Linked DNA regions of Rattus norvegicus: regions 1 and 3 are each linked to region 2. The links are chromatin contacts, called in public Hi-C maps. All regions are on one chromosome and are shown on one strand. The core of a region is the stretch at or near the end of the contact, and the rest is flanking DNA. Distances in the headings are between cores, read along the strand shown.

The links. Hi-C and Micro-C count contacts between places; a contact is called where the count stands out from the background.
Region 1: a contact with region 2 is called in a Hi-C map of Schwann cells, with 10 times the contacts expected there. The contact joins the enhancer-like site here to the promoter of Ncoa2 in region 2. A contact is called at or near these places in 9 of 12 Hi-C or Micro-C datasets (the A7r5 cell line, the Rat2 cell line, Schwann cells and 5 more) and 1 of 1 datasets of contacts at active chromatin or transcription factors (oligodendrocytes).
Region 3: a Hi-C map of Schwann cells shows a contact between it and region 2, with 9 times the contacts expected there. The contact joins the enhancer-like site here to the promoter of Ncoa2 in region 2. A contact is called at or near these places in 6 of 12 Hi-C or Micro-C datasets (the A7r5 cell line, Schwann cells, frontal cortex and 3 more) and 1 of 1 datasets of contacts at active chromatin or transcription factors (oligodendrocytes).

What each region holds. Positions count from the first base shown.
Region 1 is chr5:10,473,674-10,477,938 of GRCr8, forward strand. No RefSeq gene overlaps it. Among named protein-coding and RNA genes, the nearest start is that of Trnaa-agc87, 3.4 kb to the left of the region's middle. Within about 2 kb of position 2,103, at least 4 of the 93 cell types and tissues checked have an H3K27ac peak or open chromatin away from gene starts, as enhancers often do. A contact at or near this core is called in Schwann cells, where this site is marked.
Region 2 is chr5:10,617,432-10,621,607 of GRCr8, forward strand. It overlaps Ncoa2 (nuclear receptor coactivator 2), which reads left to right and starts at 1,291. Exons shown (of 23, transcript NM_031822.2): 1 at 1,291-1,421.
Region 3 is chr5:10,821,296-10,825,416 of GRCr8, forward strand. The region is part of intron 11 of Ncoa2 (nuclear receptor coactivator 2); the gene reads left to right. Among named protein-coding and RNA genes, the nearest start is that of Prdm14, 41 kb to the right of the region's middle. Within about 2 kb of position 2,361, at least 17 of the 93 cell types and tissues checked have an H3K27ac peak or open chromatin away from gene starts, as enhancers often do. A contact at or near this core is called in the A7r5 cell line and Schwann cells, where this site is marked.

The sequences.
Region 1 (4,265 bases), core at 853-3,352, 140 kb before region 2:
ATCTGTGTGTGTGTGTGTGTGTGTGTGTGTGTGTGTGTGCACATGCACATGTGTGTGTGCACGTGTGCATGTATGTGTGTGCACGTGTGTGTGTGCTTGTTTGCATGGCTGTATATGGTGTGAGTGTGAATATGCTTGTCTGCATGTATGTTTATGGTGTGATGTGGGTGTTGTGCGGGTGTGAGCTTGCTTGTTTGACTGTGTAGGTACACATAGGCCTGGCTGTTCATGCAAATGAGGCTGGGTCTCTTGCTGACCCTGGAGTTTGCCACTTGGGTCAGTTGGGTTAGCAGGCCTGCCCCAGGGATCCCTGATTTCTGTCTTCCAGGATTATAGTTGAAATCCACATGCAGGGGCCTCTGTGTAGAGATCCTGGCTCTGGTCCTCCTGCTCCCACAGAGTCCCTCCCCTGCCCTGATGAAATATCTTAAAACTAGCTCTATAGACTGTAGGTTTAAGTTCAAGCCAGATTAATCTCTAAGGCCCTCTAGCCAGCTTTCTACAGGCCTGCTCAGCACGCCGTTGAAGGCCCGTAAGCCTAGCGTGGGGAGGTAGAAGCAGGTGCTCAAGGCCAGTGCGGTCTATTGTGAGAGTTTGCCCTAAAATAGAGCAACCCTACAAATAAATAAAAATAGATAAACAAATAAATAGAATTCCATTATGCAGCCAGAGTGATTTTTTTTCTGAATACAGAGCGTCCTTCCCCTGCATAAAATAGGTCCATCCCATTCCCTGCTCCTGAGGTGAAGGTTGGGTTTATTAACATGATTGAGGCAGCTCCCTATGTTCTGGCTTCCTACCCTTTACCCTCTCCCACTCTGCCTGGTGCCCTGTCCAAAGATCTTGCTGCTTCCCATTCCTCCACACGCTGCCAACCTCTCTCTGTCCCCCAGACAGCTTCCTGTCCTCGCTGCCTCAACTGATCTATCTCTAGGCTAACTGACAGTTCTGTCCGTCCTTCCCAAGGGCGGTCTGACAGCAGTCTTCAGGCTCTCATTGCTTGTTACATCTTCACTTTGTTTTTTCAGTCAGAGTCTCTTTATTATATGGCCCTGGCTGACTTTGATCTCACAGACCTACTAGTCTCCAGTGCTTGAATTAAAGACATGTACCACGCTGCCTGGCTTACGTATAATAGTATTTATTACATGGATGACAAATTTTCCGGGCAGTGGTGGTACATGTCTTTAATCTTAGAGAGGCAGAGGCAGGTGGATCTCTGTGAGTTCAAGAGCAACCTGGTCTACATAGCAAGTTCCAGGACACTCAGGGCTTGAAAAAACCTAAATAAATAAATAAATAAATAAATAAATAAATAAATAAATAAATAAATGAATGAATGAATGTATACCAATTCAGCCATGGACATTGCCCACACCTGCCTGCCTACATCACTTAAAAATTGTTAAATATAATCATATCACAAGTTATTTTTACAGATAATACAAGACTGACATAAATATTTATCTGTCTACTCCCACCCTTGGTCTGGCTAAAAAGAGGAACCGAACTTATACTCATGACCGTGTGGCCCTTACTTATCTTTGACTACATTTCCTGGATGGGAAAGAAAGGTTTGCAGCTGCAGGAGAGTGCAGAGGATTATGGGCAAGGTCAGCTTGGCAGCAGAGTGTCCCATGGCAGGCCTCATAGAGGCCACAGTGAAAGAGAGATCAAGTGCTTCCGTTCCTTTAAGTTTAGGAACCACCTAGCAATCCACACCTCAAAGAATCGCTGTTCTGTGTGACTGTCCCAGATAAATCTCCCACCCTGGCTGATCTGGGACACCCATGGGTAAAGAAATGATTCCTTTATTCATTTTTTACTGTAATAAGCTCATTCTCTTGGTGTCCTTGGCAACAGAGAAGAACCTTTCTACAGTTCAAGGCCAACACCAGTGCTTCCTATGTCACCTTCACGTCAAGGGACCCCAGGTCAGCAAGCCCTGCTTGCAGGCCATAGAATGACTGTTCTCCTTTACTGTAAAATGTCCTCATTCAGTTCCTATTGAACCGTGGAGTCTGCAGGCAGCCCCATCTCTGTCACACAGAGCTCTGGCCAGTGCAGAGACCGACGGAATGATTACCTCATGATACAGACACGCTTTTCATTTGCCACAGTTCTCTGCTCGCATTTTTTTTCTCAATCAACAGAACTGCAGGGTTGTGACAATTCCTCCCGGTCAGCGGGCGATCTACTGAAGCTACACTTTCCGTCTCCCAGCCAAGTGCCTGGGAGTGCTTGGCGCTGTGCCTTTGAACACGTTCACTTGCAATTCCAACTGCATGGCCATGAATTTTTCTATTGAAACTTCCTATAGAATTCTAACCGGTCTGTGTCCCATTACTCCTATTAGCTAGACAGTGCTGCCCTCCGGGATGACTCTTTTGTTCCCGGAGTTTGTCCCGTTTGCTGTACCTCAGGGGCTGTGTTATTAGCTGCTGGCTTTCTGTGCAATTTTCTTTTCAACCAGTGTGTTAGTCTGATGAAGCTAAATTACATCACAGCAAGCAAGTCACCCCACATCTTGTCTTAAGTAAATAGTTTGAGGTGATGTGTTTCCACTATAATTTTTTTATATTTGTTTTATGAATATGAGTGCTCTATCTGAATGTACACCTGCATACCAGAAGAAGGCATCGGATCCCATTACAGATGGTTGTGAGCCACCATGTGGTTGCTGGGATTTGAACTCAGGACCTCTGGAAGAGCAGTCAGTGCTCTTAACCACTGCGAGCCATCTCTCCAGCCTTCCACTGTATTTCTTTTTATCCTGTGTGAGCATGTATGTGTGCATGTGTGTGTGCATATGTGCATGTGTGTGTGTGTGTGTGTGTGTTGTGTATTGAATTCAAGCCATGGCCACCATGTTGTGAGGTCAAGGGACTACTTTGGGGGTTGTTTTATTCCCCTTCCACCATGGGTTCCAGGATGTAACTCAAATCGTTGACTGATGCTACAAGGGCTTACACTTGCTGAGCCTGGCCCACGCACAGTCTTCTTATACTGGTCAGCAAACGGACCATGATGGCCGTATTCACTCCATGACCCAGACGGGCAGTGATCACTTCACTGATGTCACTGTAGGACACAAAGCTTCAGGATTCGCTGTGAAAGAACAAAGGATGAAGTGTTCATCCATCTATTGCGTGTGGGAGTGGCACATACCATACATGCTAACATTTCATCAGCCAGGACCAGTCCTATGGTTGGAATTAATCTCAAGAGACGTGTGTTCTAAAGGATGAAGAATTGGGGAGAAATCTTGGCCCACATCTAAGACCTCCCACATCAAATGAGATTCAAATTTGCCTAAGCACAAACATCTTCCTTTGCTCTTGTCCTTACATCATCCACAGGAGCAGAACATGGGGTTTTCAGCCCACTTTTCCCACACACAATGTCTCCTACAAAAACAGGAGCATTTTTCTACTCCACGGTCTAGATTGTCTATGGAAACATTAAGCTATGACCAGATTTTGGAAGAAGTTGCTAGGCAGAATGCTAAGGGCCAAGCCAGTGAAAACATGCCTTCTCTCTCCTGATAAGAATGCCCCTTCCTCTGAGTGCTTGGCATCTTGCCTTTGAACACACTCACCATAGAAGGCAGAACTGCTAGGGAAAAAACAGTCTCGTTAACTTGTGAGATTCTTGTTTCTCATCTATAGTCGACTGATCGGTCAAATTGACCAATATAACTGATAGCATGTTCAGCACGTTCAGATACAAGATGGAAATATGACTTTCCTAGGTGGCACCTAAATTATACCACGTGGCTGGGGTAGTCTAGCAGTAGAATTGCACGTTTAGCGTGTATGAGACTCGGGATTTTTAACCTGTAGTACCCTGACCTCCAAAATTGGAAGAAGACACGTCTTCTAGAGAATTTCTGACTTAGTCCCTTTTCCTGTGTCTATGATAAAATATGTCGAGAAGCAATTTAAGAGGAAAGGAGTTTGTTTTGGTTCTGTGTGTCAGAGTACAGTCCATCAAAGGGGGGAATCCAAGTGTTAAGAGCTTGAAGCATCTGGTCATAAGGCATCAAAAATAAGAAACAGGAAATACATGCCTCTGCTCAGCCATCTTTCTCCAACTCTCAGCCTCTCTGCTGGGGGTGTCTAGGTGCCGCTATGGCACCAGGAGAAGGCAGAGCAAAGGCCAGAATGGAGAGGTCACAGCCCAGGTTTCCCTTGGGTCATCAGACCCGGCTACCCATCAGACCGGAAGGGGAAAGTGGAATCTGGGACGAAGTTTGTGGTTCCCGG
Region 2 (4,176 bases), core at 41-2,540:
CACCAATGCTGGCATTTTTTTTTTTACAGCTTTCCAATTCTTTGGGGTTCAAATCTTCCCCACCTTGCTTATTGTGTGACTTCTTTAGGCTTCAATGTTTTGTGAGGTATAAAAATAGCAACAACTTCGTAAGGTTTGAGGATTAAAATCTGGAGAGTGTGTGAATCACTTAACGCAGTGCCAAGACATTACAGTTCAATAAATACTTATTGTCTATGGCAAGTGACCTTTCATAACAGTTAAAATAAGGAAACGTGTTCCTGTCATATTTTGATAACTTCCGTTAAGCAAACAAATGTTGCTCATTTCTTTAAACTAATTATATCTAAATGGAAAAAGAAGTTGCTTTTCCAGAGTTAAAAACCAAAATACATTTAAACGTAATAGTCCTCCAAGTCTCCTCAATTCCAATACTCCATTGAGGATTTGATAATGGATTCCCCAATTAAAAAACAAAACAAAACTTTTGTCTCGCTGCGTGCGGAGAACAGTCCACCCAGTCTTTCTAAACACCGTGCAGCCTTTGCTTTGTCAAGCAATCGCAGGGTGGCACCCCAGTAAGTTCGCCTCCCTCGGTCACGCCCCTCCATCCCCTCCAGAGTTGTTAGGGGTAGCAACTGGGGAGGCGTATCCGCGGAGGAACCGAGGGGACATGGTGGCCAAGGGGTGCGCCCCGGAACAGCGCCTGGGTGCGGAGGTGCGCACGAGGGGTGCAGGCTGCTGGCTACTGGGCCCTGTCGGAGCGCGCGCAGAAGGCACCTCTGGGGCGACCCTGGCACTCGGCTTTCCGCGACCTTCTCGCCGCAGCGTCCTAGCTGTCGGCGGCGCGGCGGTCCCTTGGCCTCCACTCCCTGGCCCAAGCCAGTCCCCCTTGCTAGCTTTCTTTTGGGCACTGCCCTTTGCCCTCACATGGAGTCCTCTGTTGACTTTCCCTTCACTTCCAGTCACCCATAGGTCACGGTCCCTACACCACAGCCACCCATCTTGTTCAACTCTCGGAGCTCTGAAGTCTCGCCAGCCACGGAGATGCTGAGGACCCCGCGGGTGGGGTAGCCCCGATGTTCCCGGGCCCACGCTCGGGGTGCGGGACGCAAGTTTCCGCCCGGTCCCCTGAGCGGTGACAGCGCTCTCTCGGAGGCGGCCGGGAGGCGGAGGGCGGGCCAGCCCCGTGCCCGAGCCCCCTCCCCTGCTCGCGAGCTCGCGCGGTCTGTGTCTCTCTCCGCAAGTGCAGAGCCGCGGAGGAGGAGGGGGAGGAGGAGGGGGAGGAGGAGGAGGGAGCTGGGGGAGGATCTCCATTGAAATAAACAACCAGGCAGCAGTTATTAACACGGGAACATGGCGGCCGCAGCCTGGGCTCCCGCGGCGGCGGCGGAGGTCAGCGCCGACGGCAGCCCGCACCTGACGGCGTGACGGCCACATTGGTAAGCGCGCCTCCCCTGGGGGCTCGCGGGCGGCGGGCGGGGGGCGCCGCGTTCCCACCCGGGCCGCTGCCCTTGGTGCGCGCAGCCCGGCGGAGCCGCGCGCCGGCCGGGCAGGCTGTTGTTGTGTGCGGGCACTGCTGCCCGGGCGTGCGGAGCCCGCGACGCCCATCCTCGAGGCGCGGCCGAGCGGGGGACTCGGCTCCCGGGGGGGTGGGGAGGGCGGGAAGACGCGGAGTCCTCGGGAGAGAAAGGAGGCGCTCGGGCGCCGGGCGAGAGAGCTCGGGAGTCGAGCCCCAGAGCGCGAGGCGGGCGGAGGCTGCAGCCCGCGGCGCCGGCCGAGAGGTGAGCACCAGGCCGGGAAGCAGAGGCTGTGCCGCGGGCCCCTGCTTCGGCCCCCTCGGGGCTGTGCGGCGCAGCCTGGGCAGGCGGGCGCAGTCACGGCCGGTGCTTTCTTCCCGGGAGGCGTGCAGCGGTTGCTGCACGGGTGGGAGCCGGGCGAGGGGAGGCAGGACCTGGGAAGTGCCGGGGGTGTGTGAAGGTGACGCGGCCAGCAGGGGCGGCGGCGGGGGCTGGGGCGTCTGGGGGCCTCAGGCTTGGGTGGCTTCGGGGCGGCAGCGCTCCGGCCGCGCAGGCCGAGCCGCGGTGGGGGCGGGGAGCCGGGGTCGGGCGGCGGCGCCGCGCCGGGCTCGCCCCTGACTTAACTTTCTGGGTGCGGGCATGTGTGCCGGAGGCGCGCTGGGGCCGCGGCCGGGGGCGGGAGGCGGGCTGCGGGCCGGGAGGTTCCGGGTTGGCTCGCCAGCGCCCCCTCTTCGGTCCCCCTTCTGCGGCCCCTGCAGGGACAGGCCCTCGGGGGCCCCCCGCGGAAAGCGGGAGGGGTCCTGGCGGCCCTCGCGCCCCGGTCACGCCCTGGACTGGGGACCCTCCTCTCCGGGCCCCTAGAGGCTCCCGGGGAGGCGGCCAGGGTCGGCGCCGCGGGCTGGAGTGCCCGCACCCCGCCCCTGGGGGAGTCCTGGAGGCGCCGCGGCCGCGCTCGGGGGTGGCTCGGTCCCTGCTTCCATGGTCCCTCCCTTTCCCCTCCCCCAAGTGGCTTCCGGGGCCTGCGGACGGAGGGGCGGGAATCCGGGACCCTAGCCCCTTACTCGCCGGGAGTGGCGTTGGGCCTCAAGCCTAGAGGCTTGTCACTGGCAGGGGAAACTTTCCCAAACCAGAGCCTGAGCTCCAGCACCCTCCTCCGCCACCTCGTCCTCTAATCCCACTCCCACTCCACCTCCTCCGACTCCTTCCCCTCCCACCGACCCGAATCTTGCTGTGCCTGACTGATGGGGCAGTGAGCCAATGGGAGGCGGGAACTGACCTGCCGGGTATCGGTAAGCCAATGGTGGGAGCCAGAGGCAGGAAGGGGGCGGGGTTTCTTCCGACCAGTTAGGGCTGAGTTGCACGCGGGGCGGGGGAGTCATGGAGACGCCGCGAGCCTTCCCTTCTGGCGCGTCCCTTGGTCACCCGCACCTGGGTTTGTGGAATAGTGTCACTCACAGAATCTGTGACCCGGGGAGACCTGCATAGGTGCGCGAAGATAGTGCTTTTCTGGGATGCCGCGAGAGGCGTTGTTTTAGACATGACAAAGTCTAAAGCCACTTCAGGATGTGGCAGTAACTGCGAGGCCCGGTTTTAAAATGGCATATGTTGGTTGTGACCGTGTTCTGGATCTCAGCACCAGGTGTACGCGCTAGAGATCTTTGAAGGTCTGCGTTAGTTTCACTGGGCTTCTGTCCAGCACCCGGACGACGAAATTGAAAGGGCACCCTGAGAGTGAAGGCGCGCGTTGGCCTCATGTCAGGTGATTTTTAGGAGTGGTAAAGCATTCTTGTTTGGAATTGGCCTCACTGGGACCTTGTTTAAGCAGACCACCAATTCTCCAAGTCTTGAAAGTTTTGTGTTTGGCCTGGGTGTGACATTTTTACAAAGTTGCAGTTTATGCTGTCGGTATTTTTTTGCCTTGCTCTTGGGTAAACAAAATGAAGTTTTGAATCAAAGCACCACTAAGCTATCAAGCGTATGTATTTAATGCCCAAAACTAGCCAAAGAGTATTTGTCGGCAGAAAACAAAAGGAATAAAGTATAGCTTTCCATATTACTCCCATACAAAAGATTCTTAATTTTTTTTTCAGTTTCCTTAAACACGTATGAATTGCACAGTGTGTGGCTACTTCTCTGATGTGCAAGAGGTCAAGAGCTATCTTCGATTGTGTTAACTGTTTGGGTCCAGTGAGCTGACTTTCTTGACTCCTGAGTTGTAGGAAAGGGGGGCCAGGGGCGGTTCCCTGTGAGGATCTCAGGTTGCTCAGCAGGAATTGCGGTCTGTTAAAAGACAGCAGCTGCTTCAGTGCTTTTTGTGTGTGTGCTTGCTCTCCTGTTCTTTGTTGGTGAGGTTAGTCCAAACCAAACCGACAGCAGCAACATTCTTTTTCCCAGTTGGAGTCTTTGGGAGTTTGAAGAATGAGAAATGTTAAACTTAGAATCCATTCATGTTTGGAATCTGTCACCCTTGAATTTATTTCGGGGATTTAAAAAATACCTAATAGGCATGATACTTAGGTTTTCCACACGGGGTTCTCCAGCTTTTACTACTATTGCGATTTGCGAGACACTAATGTAAGGAAGCAGTAATCTGTAATGTGTGACTTTCAAATTTATAGTGTAGATTCCCAATCTAGTGTAATTTTAAACGTTCTTGTAGAAGTAGACTCTTCTTGCT
Region 3 (4,121 bases), core at 1,111-3,610, 200 kb after region 2:
GTTACATTCTATCTGCTTCTCTCCAAAGTTAACACCTTGAAAACAATCCAGGGGACATAAAGTAATGCTCAGAATCATTCTTTTATCTATTGTTTATTTTTTGACAAAAAGTGATCCTAATATAATATGGTTCAGTGTAGAATGTCGCTGTCTGACTAGTTGATATATCACTGCATGCACTGGTACAATACCTTTATAGAACTCTTCTGAGTGGCCTTCATATAGACGTGTTATACAGTTTCCCTCTGGAATGTTTTCATCCACACTAACATTTCGATCCTTCTCCAACATTTCAACCCTGGCTCCTCAGCCATTCCCAGCAATACTCTGGTGTGAAAGGCACCATAGTGAGGAAGCAACCATTGATATTTTCACTGACTTACAAAAGCAAGTGATGCAAGCTGTTGCAACTGCAGTAGTGGAATCTGTGACTGACTGGAGGTTAGGGCCCAGCCTCACCTTCCCCAGTCTGAACATGTCTTGGCTGGTAGACTCTGTCATGACAGGCTAAGCAGTGAGGAAGTCATGGGGGCCTTAGAATGGCCATAATTTGCTCTTGAAAGTTGTGTTGCAGGTAGGAAAATACCGTCAAGAGAGCTGTACCCCCATCCCACACTGTGCCTTTGAGCCTCCTGAATCCACAGAGGCTGCATTTGGGGGCAGTCCCTGCCAGCCAAGCTGGTTCTGAGGACTTGATCTCCTGTTTCTTTCCTGGTGATGTCAGCGGTTGCCGCCATTCCTGAGAACAGATAGAATCATTTCATTCAGGCGTCCATGTTGCTCACAGGGGAAGCAGGCGAAGATTATATTGACATTTTTGGTGATTAATCCTAAAGTGGGATGCAAGCAGCAGCTCTTTTAGAAGGCTGTAAATTCATGCACTGGGGCACCGAGGCCTCAACAGAAAGTTAATGGCGGTGTCTTATGTGCTGTGCTGTGAAGATCATGTTGACGACTGGCTTCGATCGCTGAGGCGTACTGGATTAAAGTATGCAGAGCCAGGGGCAGGTCAGAACAGCATGCACAGACAGAAGGACAGACAGCATCACTTAGGTGTTTTAGCAAGCTAGAGGGCAGATTAGTGACTCAGGAGATGACCAGTGCTCAGTGATCACCTTCCCTCCATAGATAGACTGTGTGTCTGTCTCTGACCCCAGACCTTAGAGACTTAGAGGGCAATGAAAGCCATCACTGATGTTTGTCATTACTTTGTATATATATGATTTCACTAATCTCAAACAGAAAAGAGTTTTAGGGGGTTGGTTTAAGTCTTTGAATCACTTGAAATTTTTGTATTTGGGAAAAATTATTTTCTAATCAAAATTATCTGAGAAACAAAGACTAGTATGAGTCGGTATAAATCTGTTGTTCGAAGATGAAAAAAAAAAAAAAAAAACCAAGGCACACACGCTCACAGGCAGGAAGTATATTTCCTTAATGAAGTCACACCCCTTGCTCACCTCTCTGCCCTCTCCCAAACTCTATCTAAAGGAAAGTTTCATGGAGCCAGTTTAGCATAAAAAACAGCAAGGAGAAAGAAAAGCTACTCCAGGAAGTGTGCGTTACCTAAGCTAGACCCCTTAGCATGAGAAGAGAATGCAATTCCTTTCCCTCCTGCTCGCCTTTGCTCCCTAAGGACAGTCTCCTCACTGTCCCCTTCAGAGGAGTACAGTGTTATTCAGTAAACGCGCGGACTGCAAGGCTGTCCTGTTGTCTTGACTTAACTGAGTGTGTGTTTAATGTGTTCCCGACTTCTAAGGTCAGGAAGTACTTCAGAGTACAGCATCATTACACAGAAAATGACCTGTTTTTACTGGGCGTAACATTCAAACAAGATGCCTCTACGACATTTCCTAGCCAACAGGAAACAGAAACTGACAGAAACATTGCCAGTATGTTCACTGCTTTAAGTCATGTGCTTCTTTACACAGTGGAGCGGGTCTGATACTCTGTACTCTGCCAGGCAGTGCTCCCGGCTCCTGCTTTCTTTGAGGACGTGGGAACGGTCTCCCGTTGGTTGACTCATTAGAAAAGCCGTGTTAAACTGGCAGTGCCCAGACGCTCCTCCAGATACTAGAATTCCTTCAGTCTGTGCTGAGCTAATGTATGGTACCCTATTTTTATTCAAAGTGTTTTCAAAAGATTCTTTTTAATTTATAGGATACTCATGCTCATGTGTTTCTTTATTCAGAGAACAAGTTGATTTTGGACACATGAAAATAATTATAAAACTAAAAAGAAAAAGGAAAGTTAAAGAAATCAAGTCTATTTTTCATTTTGTAGAACTTAAAAAGAAAAAAACTCTGACTCATTTTCTGCCAGAAATAGTTGAGACTGACTGCTGAAGTTGATGTGGCTAATTTGAGCATTCAAGTAGATGCCTAAGTGAAACTTTGAAGCGTCTGCAAGGCATTTTAGAGGAAGGCATTGATCTCGTTGTCTTGCAAAGAAAATGAGCCTAACCAGTGAGAAGGGCCTGGTGACATCAGTGAGATGTAAATTACAAAGCCACAGAAGACATCTTCTCTCAGAAACATCAAATTGTCACACTTAACCCTTCCAGAAAGTAGTAAAATCAAATCTGTCTGAGGGTAGAGCCACGCTGAAATCTCCCTCCTGTCAGACCGTTTAAACTTAGAGCCAGGCACAGTAGTGCGCTTCTGCAGTCCCAACGTTCCAGAGCTGAGAACTGTAAATTCAAGGTCAACCTTACATCAGGGAAAGAAAAGTTAAACTGATAACAAGTTAATGACAAATGCCTGTTCCAAAAATTGACAAGGAATAAATTCTGGCAAAGCAATGTCTCTAAAAGTTCACGGTGCGTCTTGCAATGTTAGTTAGCCTGAGTGAGTTCAGAGCAAGTCCTGTCTCTGAGCCTGTGGAAGCAGGCCTGTTCACAGGGAACACTGCAGTGCTCTCGGCTGTGCTGCTGCCAACTTCTGCCTCCCTCTGCTCCTCCCGTCCCTCCTCTGTTCCTCCCTCCCTCCTCTCCTGCACTGGAAACCGAACCTAAGGCCTCCTGCAAGCCTCATGACTGAGTTACACTCTCACTCCCATAGACCACACCCCTGTAGTCCCAGCACTGTAAACCAGAGGTGGGGAGAGCAGGAGGTAAAGCTAGGATCCGCTCCATAGGAACTTGGAGACCAGCCTGGGACCTCGTCTCATAATTTTTCTCATATAAATTGATTTTAGTTATTCATATTGATTTTAGTTTAATACACATACATATGTATATATTAAACATTATTTGTGCCTGTAATGTTAAAATATATGTCAAGTGTTGAGGATTTACATTTATATATACTTAAATTAGCATGTTACACAGAATTACCATGGCCAGATGTGGTGGTGCACACATTTAATACCAGCATTCAGGAGGCAGAAGTAGGCAGTCTGGTCTGTGTAGAGTTTCAGGACAGCAAGGACTACATAGGGCACTGGTTCTCAACCTGTGGGTTAAGACCCCTTTGGGGATCACCTAGGACCATTCGGAAACATTTACATTATAATTCATAAACAGTTATAACATAATTCTATGCCTGGGGGTCACCACATCACGAGGAATTGTTTTAAAGGGCACAGCATTAGGATGGCTGAGAACCACTGAGTCTCTAGGAAGGGAGGAAAGAAGGAAAGGCCAGGCACGGTGCAGTGAACCTAGAATTCCAGCTCCCAGGAGGCAGGCAGAGTACAGCACCTCACATTCAAGGCCATCCTGGGCTACATCTGTCTCCAAAATTTCTTTTAACAAAAATTTTTATTGTGTTTAAGGTAGATTATAATTTTGTTTGCGTAGCCTATAACAGGAAAAACATCTCGTCATAGCAAACTCAAGTGCATCTATTAAGAAATGAACACACACACACACACACACACACTTCTGGCTTGGTTCGCATGAGCCTATTTTCTATAATTCTCATGGGGCAATCTGCCAGGCTTTGCCAGAGGCAAATTACCATTTATTTCTCCTTTCTTCCTCCCCTGCACACTGAGCTTTAAAAGTCCTCAGGATAAGGCATTGTTACAGGACACTACTTCAAAGATCAGAGGTAGCTCATTGGAGCCCTGTTCTCATCTGTTGAGACAGAACTAACCAGAAGGTTATCACAGAGGCATAG